Regions from separate parts of the Zea mays genome. Here region 2 is linked to region 1. A link is a contact called in public Hi-C data. All regions are on one chromosome and are shown on one strand. The core of a region is the stretch at or near the end of the contact, and the rest is flanking DNA. Distances in the headings are between cores, read along the strand shown.

Region 1 (5,031 bases), core at 1,147-3,646:
ATCTTATCTTTGTGCAGTTCATGTATTGTGTGGTTCATTAAAAAGTCGAGTAGTAAGTTTTTATACAGCAGTAGCAACTTTTTTTTAATAAGCTTGTACAGTCTGATGAAACTTGCCTTACTAAAAATAATACAACGGCACCAACAAAGCCTTTTAGTCTCAAGGTAATGGTGTTGGTAGACCTTGATTTCTTGACTGTGAAGAAACCTCCTTTTAATTCTTATGTACTTATAAATCTTATCATTAGCAGTCAAATTAGGGGAAAGAAATCTTTTGTAGCCTACTATTTATGTCTTTTGATGTCATCGTTTAATTTTTTGATTGTTGCTAGTTGCAACTTGCATTCTACTTGATGCTCTGAGCTTGTACTTCATTTGTGTCACTGGTCCAGTCTTTGTGGAGTTATGGTTTGAAAATGATACCACTGTCGTAAGTTTGCTCTAGTTCACCCCATCTTTTTTCTAATGTCACAGTCTTGCAATTGCTAAAGAGGGTGAACTTTCAATTGGAACTATCGATGATATACAGAAGCTTCATATCCGCACAATCCCCCTTAATGAACAAGCACGTCGCATTTGTCACCAGGAGCAATCAAGGACACTAGCATTTTGCAGTTTCAAGTACAACCAGAGTGTGGAGGAAAGTGAGACTCATTTAATACGTCTGCTAGATCATCAGACGTTTGAGTCCCTGTGTGTATATCCTCTAGATCAATATGAATGTGGCTGCTCCATCATTAGCTGTTCGTTTGCGGATGATAGTAATGTTTATTACTGTGTGGGAACTGCATATGTTATACCTGAAGAAAATGAACCGACGAAGGTAGTTTATCTGAAAGCATGATGTTTCACTAATACTAGTCAGTTCCCTTTTAATACGCTAAAATACTGGTTAACTCCCTTTTAATACTTGTCCAATTTACTGCTTGTAGTTTATTTCTCTGTGAACCTTGTCTATTTCTCGTGCACAAAATGCTTATGTGTTGGCACATCTTGTAGGGCCGGATTCTTGTATTTGCAGTTGAAGATGGAAGCTTGCAATTGATCGTGGAGAAAGAAACCAAAGGAGCAGTTTATTCGCTGAATGCATTCAATGGGAAATTGTTGGCTGCTATCAACCAGAAGATTCAATTGTATAAGTGGATGTCACGCGAGGATGGTTCACATGAGCTGCAGTCTGAGTGTGGCCACCATGGGCACATACTTGCCTTGTATACTCAAACACGTGGTGACTTCATTGTGGTTGGCGATCTGATGAAATCAATATCCTTGCTGGTGTATAAGGTGAGTCTTTTTTAACTGTTGGCGATCTTATTATTTGTATTTTTCTTTTTTGTGTCAGTCCCTAATTGTTGGTTGGGCTGATTGCTATTGTGTATTTTTGGGCAGCATGAGGAAAGCGCGATTGAAGAGCGTGCTAGGGATTACAATGCAAACTGGATGACTGCAGTTGAGATGCTTGATGATGAAGTCTACGTTGGGGCGGAGAATAGCTATAACCTATTCACGGTGCGCAAGAACAGCGATGCGGCGACAGATGACGAAAGGGCCAGGCTTGAGGTGGTGGGAGAGTACCACCTTGGGGAGTTTGTGAACAGATTCCGCCACGGTTCACTGGTGATGCGCCTTCCAGACTCGGATATAGGGCAGATCCCTACGGTCATCTTTGGCACAATAAACGGGGTGATTGGCATTATTGCCTCCCTCCCGCACGACCAATACATCTTCCTGGAGAAGCTCCAGTCGACCCTTGTGAAGTACATAAAGGGCGTCGGAAACCTGAGCCACGAGCAATGGCGGTCCTTCCATAACGACAAGAAGACGGCGGAGGCTCGGAACTTCCTCGACGGTGACCTGATCGAGTCTTTCCTTGACCTTAGCCGGAGCAAGATGGAGGAGGTGTCCAAGGCGATGGGCGTCCCCGTGGAGGAGCTGTCCAAGAGGGTGGAAGAGCTGACGAGGCTTCACTAGTGTAGATGGAACATGGAAGCGTTGCTTGTAAGCAAGTAGTAACTTGTTCCCTGAGCTGTAGCCTCCGCGGCTCGCACGATCAAAGTGTTCGGCCGTGGCTGCAGTCTATCCTATGCTATATCCTATCGTGATTTGTTTGTTTGAGCTGTGCCAGTTTCTTTTCTTTATTATTAATGCTTAATGTTAAAATTAGTGGTGAATCCTGTGATGGTCCTAACTGATAGGTGGGTCGGCGTGAGCCAGTAACAAAGGGATGTGCTGAATGAGACGGCCGTCTTGTCTTGTGGTAGGAGAGTTGAGATAGTGGCCCAACCCTGTCCATGAGGCATAGTCCATCCCCTGTCCATTTCATAGTAGCACCTCCAGCAGGCAGCAGCCTGCAGCCCAGCCCCTAGTTTGATCGATTTGAACCTGCCGCTGCGAGTCCACAGCGCTGCGCAGGCGGCACTGCGGCAGGCTCTTCCTCCCTCTCCTCTCTCTCTGTCTGAGCCGAGGGCTTTGGCGCTCCCCCCCCCCCCCCCCCCCCCCCCCCCCCCCCCCCCCCCCCCCCCCCCCCCCCCCCCCCCCCCCCCCCCCCCCCCCCCTCTCTCTCTCTCTCTCTCTCGCACGGGCCCGCCTGCCTATCCCACTGCCCGGTCCACCGCCGCAAACTCTGCCCGCCCGCGCGCGCCCCACCCCGCCGATCGCGGTGAGCCCGGACTCCGCCGCCGCCGCTTCGCTCTACCCTGACCAGCCCTAGATCTGTGCGGGATCCGCCGCCATGTTCTGGCGCATGACCGGCCTCTCCGCGGCCTCGCCCGTGAGTACACTCCTCTGATGCCTCTTCCGCTCTGCCCTCTCGCTCTTCCGTTCTGCTTGTCGCCTCGCCAGCCGGACCAACCCTGCTCTGCTCTACAGCCACGCCTGCTGCGCGTAGGGTTCGCTGCCGCCTAGGCCGCGCGCTGTAACGCCGTAGCCTTTGTGCTCTCTGTCTTCTGCGAGGACATATCCTGTGCAATCACTCATTTTGGTGCAAACGTGCAATCAAACTATCCAGAGCATCCAATCTAGATCCAACGGTTTCATATGGAAGAGGTTAAAAGTAAAATAGGTACTATGTTTTAGGTGGAAGGGGTTAAATATAAAATAACAGTCATCATTAGATCTAGATTAGATGCACCAAACCGCTTGATTGCACGCTTGCACCAATATAAGTGATTGCACAGGATATTTTCCTGTCTTCTGCAATGGACTCCCGAACTTTTACGGCATTCGCCAAGCTTGACTTCCGAAAAGAACATAACAAAACAAACTATAGCAAAATCTAGGTCCTGTTGGTTTCCCTTTTGACTCATTATCTACAGCCGGCTGAATCGGCGTTGATGTTGGAACAGCTTCCACTCCACGTTCAGGGTTATATTCTGTGATCACCGTCATGTTCCTGCTGCACGCACACCTACCCAGGGAAGGAATTGGATAAAGCTTGAGTGCAGCTAGTTTGAGCAATTCCATTGACAACGATTCCGGTTCATTAATAAACAGGCTTTCTCTGGCTCTCTGCACATTTTCTGTTACTGTCTCTGTGGGAACATATTTTCTGTTTCTGTCCCATTACTATTTATAGGGCTTCCTATACCTGTGTCGGAAACTAATTTCATGTCAAGTATGCTTACTGTTTATTTATTTCTTATTCCCTTATAAAGAGTCGTAAAACTTTTTCTGGCCCATGGGGTAGTTTCATCATCATGTTATCACTAGATGTATTCTTTTGGTTCATTGTACTCATTTTATAGTAATAATAACTAACTGTCCAGTGGACCGACCATGTTTATTGTCATGTCTTATTTATTTAGGGGCTGTTTGGATCCCAGGAGCTAAAACAAAAGTGACTAAAGTTTAGTTACTTAGAGCAACTCCAGTAGTTCTCTAAATGACTCTCTAAATCAAGAATTTAGATAGTTAGCACAAAAACCTCTCTCCAACAGCTCTCTAAATTGACTTCATAAATTTAGTCACTTCTCATGTAACCCTATTTCCTCCCTACATTTGATAATCATGTAGCAAGTCACGAAAAAAAACTGACGCCATTTTCTCACTCGTGGCAATCTTTCCCTGTTCCTGCTGCTTCGTATGTCACACATGCCTTTGACTCTTCCTGTTTTGTACGGCAGTCGTGTTGCATGGTATCCAAATGACCCACCAATTTGATTTTTCAAACAGATTAACTACCTAAATAATAGCAACTGTTGGAGATCCACAAATTTTTTTTGAACGCCCAATAGCTGTTTACAAACTTGCTAAATACAATTTTAAGGAGATATATTTTACATAACTACTGGAGCTGCTCTTAGGAGCTAAAGATCCAAATAGGAAGCACTAAAACTGATTATAGTGGTGAAAAAAGTATCAATTTAGTCACTTTTAGCTCTTCCTGTTTGGATATTTAGCTCCTAAGTAACTAAACTCTATAATCATTTTTGCTTTAGCTCCTGGAATCCAAACATGCCCTTAGTATACCTTTTTTTTTTACCATCTCAGGTTTCTTGTGAAAATTTAGTAGCATACACTGGGGCATCCCCGTCCCACATGCCTAACTTTCTTTTCCTGTTGGTCAGGTGGATACAATTCTGGACAAGGAGAACTTTACATTGGAAGAGCTTCTTGATGAGGATGAAATCATTCAGGAGTGCAAAGCGCTGAATACCCGACTCATAAATTTGTAAGACCATTACCTGCTTTCAACCTACTACAGTTTCCAGCATGTCTAAGCTATTGTTGAACACTTATCACTCTATGAATCTTGCATGCATTGTTGCTTTACAGGCAAAGGAATCCATTTATGATCTATGAGCGAATAATTTAGTGAAATCCATTCAGTTGTTCCCTGCTGCACAGTTCTTTTCTTATTCCTTTTTTAACAATAAAATTCTTACATTGGGGTGGGGGACTCCCCCCTGCAGTATTTATGGTGAAAAAAGATAACAAAAGCTGCACTTACCACACACATCCATCCTTTTCACCCATAGTTATGCATCAGAACTGCCTATGTGGTTCTATCATGCAAAGCTGAGAAACAGCTCTA
Region 2 (5,031 bases), core at 1,778-4,277, 210 kb before region 1:
AGGGGAGCAGCTGCGGCGTTGGGATCCGATTCAAGCGACAATGCCTCTCCCTAAGCAGAAGCTATGGAAGAGGACGGAAGAGCGGCAGCTAGCGGGAGAGGTGATGATGCGTCCACCGTCTTCCGTCTCCCCGCGGTGAGGTGAGGCGAGAGTGCGAGACGGGGCGTTGGGAGTGAGTACATGCGGGAGAGGCAAAATGAATCTAGCTAGGGAGTGGGGGAGGAGGCGAAGGATACGGGGAGGGAGAACTTGCTGCAACTGAATAGCAGGAGAGGAGGCAGAAGAAACGGGGAGGAGAACAGACTGAGCGAGGAGCAGATACAGAGGACGCGGTTGTCACACGTGGGCTAGATCGCAGGATCGAGCGGTTGAGATTGCATAACGGTATAACGGACGATTGTGATTGTATAACGCCAGAATGAACGGTAGGGAAAATTTCTGGGAGGAGGAGGCGCTGGCGTATGCAAGGGCTACGGCGGGGCGTGGTTATGAACCTTAAAGTTGGACTGCGGGTTAGATTTCAAAGAAGTGTAAGGGCCTTTCTGTAAAAAGATGACGCAGGACGATCGTCGAAACTGATGTTTTAATATTGTAGAGAATTGACTTCAAAAATTCACGCAAGTTATACATTCATATAAAATTAGTAATAATATATAAGGTATGAGGTCACAATAAATATATAAAGTAAGAAGTCATACAATAATAAAATCATTATTATATATTTAAATAAAGTAGAATCAAGATGTGTATAATGATATTGACACTTAAGTTCTATTTGTACTCCTACTACTTGGCATAGTCAATATAATTAGTGTCCTCTTGGTCTTTCTTAAGTTCTCGTGCAAATTATGAATATATGTATCAAGAGTAATAACAGTAAATAAGATTTATAAAAGTTCCAAATGGTTCTAAACTATATACCATTAGATAGATCTTAATTTTAGGAATATAATAAAATTAGTTTTATATTTTTTTAAGCTAAGATAAATTTATTATAAATTTATAAAGATCAGTTCAGATTTAATATCTCTAGCAGTTGCAACGGGCAGCAGCAACCGGTGCTGAGGAAAAAGTAACTCAGTGATGGAATGGAAGCAACTCTTGTATTCTATTCTATGATGCCATTCATGCATCTAGACTCTAAAAGGTTCTGATGAACATACTGCAAACTCATGCTGCATTATATATATTACCGGTTCCCTAAAAGGTTAGATAAGGTTTTCTCCAATCCCCAAGCATAAAGATAGCCATCCTAGCAGATGGTGACGATGAGTGATGAACAATATAGACAAGCATCACTCTGGTACCAAGATCATCATTATATTATATATATAATAGTGGTGGTGGTGTTCTTCAGCAGCAACGGCAACGGCAGGCAGCTTAGTGTTTGGCGACAGAGGATCCCTGCAGGAGGCCGTCGCGGATCTGCGTGGCAATGTCGCGCACCGCTCCGGGGCCATGCGGGATGAACACCGAGGACGCCTTGGACGACGCGCCGATCTCCTTCATGGTGTCGAAGTACTGGGTGATGAGCACCATGTCCATGACGTCCTTGGCGGTGGTGCCCGGCACGTTGACGGAGAACCCCAGCACGCTGTCCCTGAGCCCGTCCACGATGGCCTGCCGCTGGCGCGCAATGCCCAGCCCGGACAGGTACTTGGCTTCTGCCTCCCCCTCCGCGCGCTTGATCTGCACGATCTTCTCCGCCTCCGCCTTCTCGTTTGCAGCCGCCCTGAGCCTCGCAGCTGCGTTGATCTCGTTCATTGCGCGCTTCACATGCTCGTCTGGCTCGATGTCCACGATGAGAGTCTGCACGATCTCAAAGCCATAAGCCGACATGGCCTTCTCAAGCTCTTCCTCCACCGCCCTTGCGATCTCGTCCTTCTGCTCGAAAGCATCGTCCAAATGGAGCTTGGGAACGCTTGCTCTGATCACTGTACGGACGACATAGTCACAACCATGAACACTCAAACTAGCAAGAAACAAACTGCTACGTACCGTCAAAGACGTAGGCTTGGATCTGGGACCTTGTGTTGCTCAGTTTGTAGAAAGCGTCACTTGCTTTGTCAGCCAGAGCGCGGTACTGAATAGATGCCACCACATTCACGAAAACATTGTCCTGCACAAATCCAGGTGTTAGAAGCTGCCACCACAATCCATTAATTTTCACAAGCTAAGCAGAACATACATACCTTTGTTTTTGTCTCACAGCGCACATCCAGTTGCTGCAGCCTGAGTGTGAGTTGCCCAGCTACACGCTTGCCGGCGAACCAAGGCATGCAGTGGCATCCTGGCTCAAGCACGCTGTCAAACTTGCCAAACTGCTCCCTGATGGCCACAGTCGACTGGTCGACTTGAACACAGCAGCACAGGTTGCCCATAGCTGAAGTCAACGGATCACTTCTGCTGGCAGTGCCACCTGAACATAAACCTATAGGCCCAATAGTTGCCAGTTACTACTACCGATAATTAATAGTGTGAATAAGCACTGCAACTGAGATTAATAGCTGGCAGTACTAGCAACTAAACAACAAGTAAAAAACAAAGGTTGTATGATGACCAGAATTACTAAGAAAAATAAAACGATAACAGCTAAAGAAACATCTAAGCACCTCCATCAAGTAAATTCTTTCACAGATGCTGAATACTTAGCACCTAATAATTCCATCTCCATGCGGCAGTATTTTCAATTCAGGAACCAAAATCTTATTGTAAAGTAACTAAGCAAGATAATTTTGAAGCATTTGCAAACATGACAGGACTTGGAAGAACAGTTACTGTTGCATACACACCACAGACAGAGAGAGAGAGAGAGCAAAGACAATCAAATAGCGTATGCTCGGTCAGAGCAGAATGAAGATTGCAGGAAGAGAAGAGAACCTGCCCTGGTTGAAGACCCTGATGGTATCTAGTACAGGGTGGCGTTGTTTGTGAGGCAGGGAAGGTATCTGCACTTGGCACCTGGTTAAATAGCAACTAGATTCAGTAAAGCCTGCTTAGATGTCTCCACGACGGATTGGATTCATCATAAAGAAGCAGACTGGGAGGGTCAGCATCATCTAGCGAATTTGAAAGATTGGAGCAAACATACAATACAAGCACAACATGTCGCTTTTATTATTTATTTATATATATAATGACAATACAAAATGGGTTGCGTGCTAAACGCTCGACCTTGACGTTGACGAGATTCGGAAGACTTGCGGGAAAAAAAACTTGGAAATTCTATCAAATTGGTTGGGGGGGATATCTGGGGGCGAATTGCAGGCGCCTCCACACGTTTGAGAAATTATAGGGCCGGTCAAAAGTATGGAAACTGGATGAATGGTGTCGGAATCAGAAACTGCAGCGGATAAGAATGCAGGTTTGCAGTAGACTTTGGAGTCGTCGCGGCAGACAAGAGGATTTCCTTCCCGACGACAGCATCCTTTTATATAGGAACAATAATAGATCGATGGAGAAATTCAAAGGAGACCGAGGCGAGAGGTAGGGTTTGGGGATGAACGAGAGGCAAACACACAGCACTTGCGGCGGCAATTGCAGTGCAGAAGGCAAGCAAAGAAGAAGAAGAAAGTGTGGCCATTATTACCTTGGCAGTTGGTGGCAGGCAGGGGAGGAGGAGACGAAGGAGCACAGTGCAGGAGTGCCTGTATGAGAACGTGAAAGCAGGAGTCCATGTAGCTAGCTGTCCAAACCACAGGGGCAGGGGCAGTGCCCTGGCATTCTTCTTATCTTGTACCATGAAATCCGTGATTGCCCTGCGTCATATCTGTTGGTGATGATCTGGGCAGCGTCAATTGCCAGGGGTATATCCTCTAGCGATGCTCTCTGTGCAGACACGGACGGTCCGCGATCTGGGACGAATGGTTGACGACCTAGATGCAGAAGCGGCGTCTTCTCTACGTCGCACCGGATTGTCCGCTCACAGGGCCGGACGGTCCGCGATGGCGCAGGGTCGTTTTGCTCCTCGCTGGAACCTAGATCTCGCACCTGGATGAGAGATCTTAGGGCGCTCCGGGTCTCGAGACGACGTGGAGTCGCCTAGGAATTAAGAGACAGTCGAGATATAATATTTTGAATGAACAACTAGATCTTGCCCTCCGAGAGGAGTAAGATCCTAGGATCGTTTTTGGGTCGGCAGACCACCCAAGACGAATTTAGACGATGTAGAGTCGAATAGGGGTGGAGGTGGATATGCGGAAGGCTACAACTAGAACTACGCTACATCTACTCCTAGGGCAGAAAATGTAAATAAAGTAGATAGATTCGATTGGAATGTGTTGGGGGTTCTTAGTCGGCCGTACCCCTTTATATTTATAGGGGATGAGGTCTGGACCTATTCTTAGGAGATAGCCAACAACCCTCACGTGATTAGATGGATAACCACACATGAGATGGTTAGGATTAAATAGAAAGTCTCGTTAAGGAACAGATTCTCCATCCCCTAGACTTCATAAACTTAGAGCAATGCAGAGATTGCATTAAGGGTAAATTCGCGAAGCAGATTAAGAAAGATGCTAAGCATAGTACGAGAGTGTTAGAAATTATTCATATATATATCTGTGGTCCTTTTTTAGTTAGGACAGTAGATGGGTTTAACTCGTTCATAACCTTCACAGATGACTACTCTCGTTACGGTTATATTTATCCCATTAAGAAAAGATTAGAAGCTTTAGACAAGTTTAAACAGTCCATACCAGAATGCCAGAGTGCAAGCATGCAGCGCGCATGCAAAGTGAGAGGAGCATGCAGCGCGCATGCAAAGTGAGAGGAGTTGCATGCATGCATCGCACAGGTCCATTGCTAGCCGACCGGAACAGAGGGTAGAAAAATGGTGCGGTTGGCCAAAAGAAAAATCTCTCTGACGGCCGAGTGGTTGTGCGGCTGGGGGAGGAAGAAAATGAGTTAGGGTTTTCTAACGGCCCCGAGTTCTCTGCCCTTTATAGCGCGTGTGGTGAATCTGGAACGTTGGATTCGATCCAACGGCCACCAGACAGGTGCAGCGCGCGCGTGGGCTCGATGGGCGGCCCA

What was found. A called contact is a pair of places that touch in the nucleus more often than the background predicts.
Region 2: a Hi-C map of tassel shows a contact between it and region 1, with 5 times the contacts expected there. The contact joins the promoter of LOC541821 here to the promoter of LOC100217253 in region 1. A contact is called at or near these places in 7 of 25 Hi-C or Micro-C datasets (ear, leaf, leaf mesophyll and 2 more).

The regions. Positions count from the first base shown.
Region 1 is chr6:178,888,602-178,893,632 of Zm-B73-REFERENCE-NAM-5.0, reverse strand. LOC100217253 reads left to right here and starts at 2,396. Exons shown (of 18, transcript NM_001401848.1): 1 at 2,396-2,769; 2 at 4,565-4,668. The coding sequence starts at 2,731. LOC100279448 reads left to right here. Exons shown (of 19, transcript NM_001329507.1): 17 at 474-822; 18 at 999-1,283; 19 at 1,389-2,155. The coding sequence ends at 1,970.
Region 2 is chr6:179,094,348-179,099,378 of Zm-B73-REFERENCE-NAM-5.0, reverse strand. It overlaps LOC541821 (hypersensitive induced reaction 3), which reads right to left and starts at 3,027. Exons shown (of 4, transcript NM_001111502.1): 1 at 2,881-3,027; 2 at 2,193-2,431; 3 at 1,999-2,119; 4 at 1,302-1,934. The coding sequence starts at 2,381. The coding sequence ends at 1,381.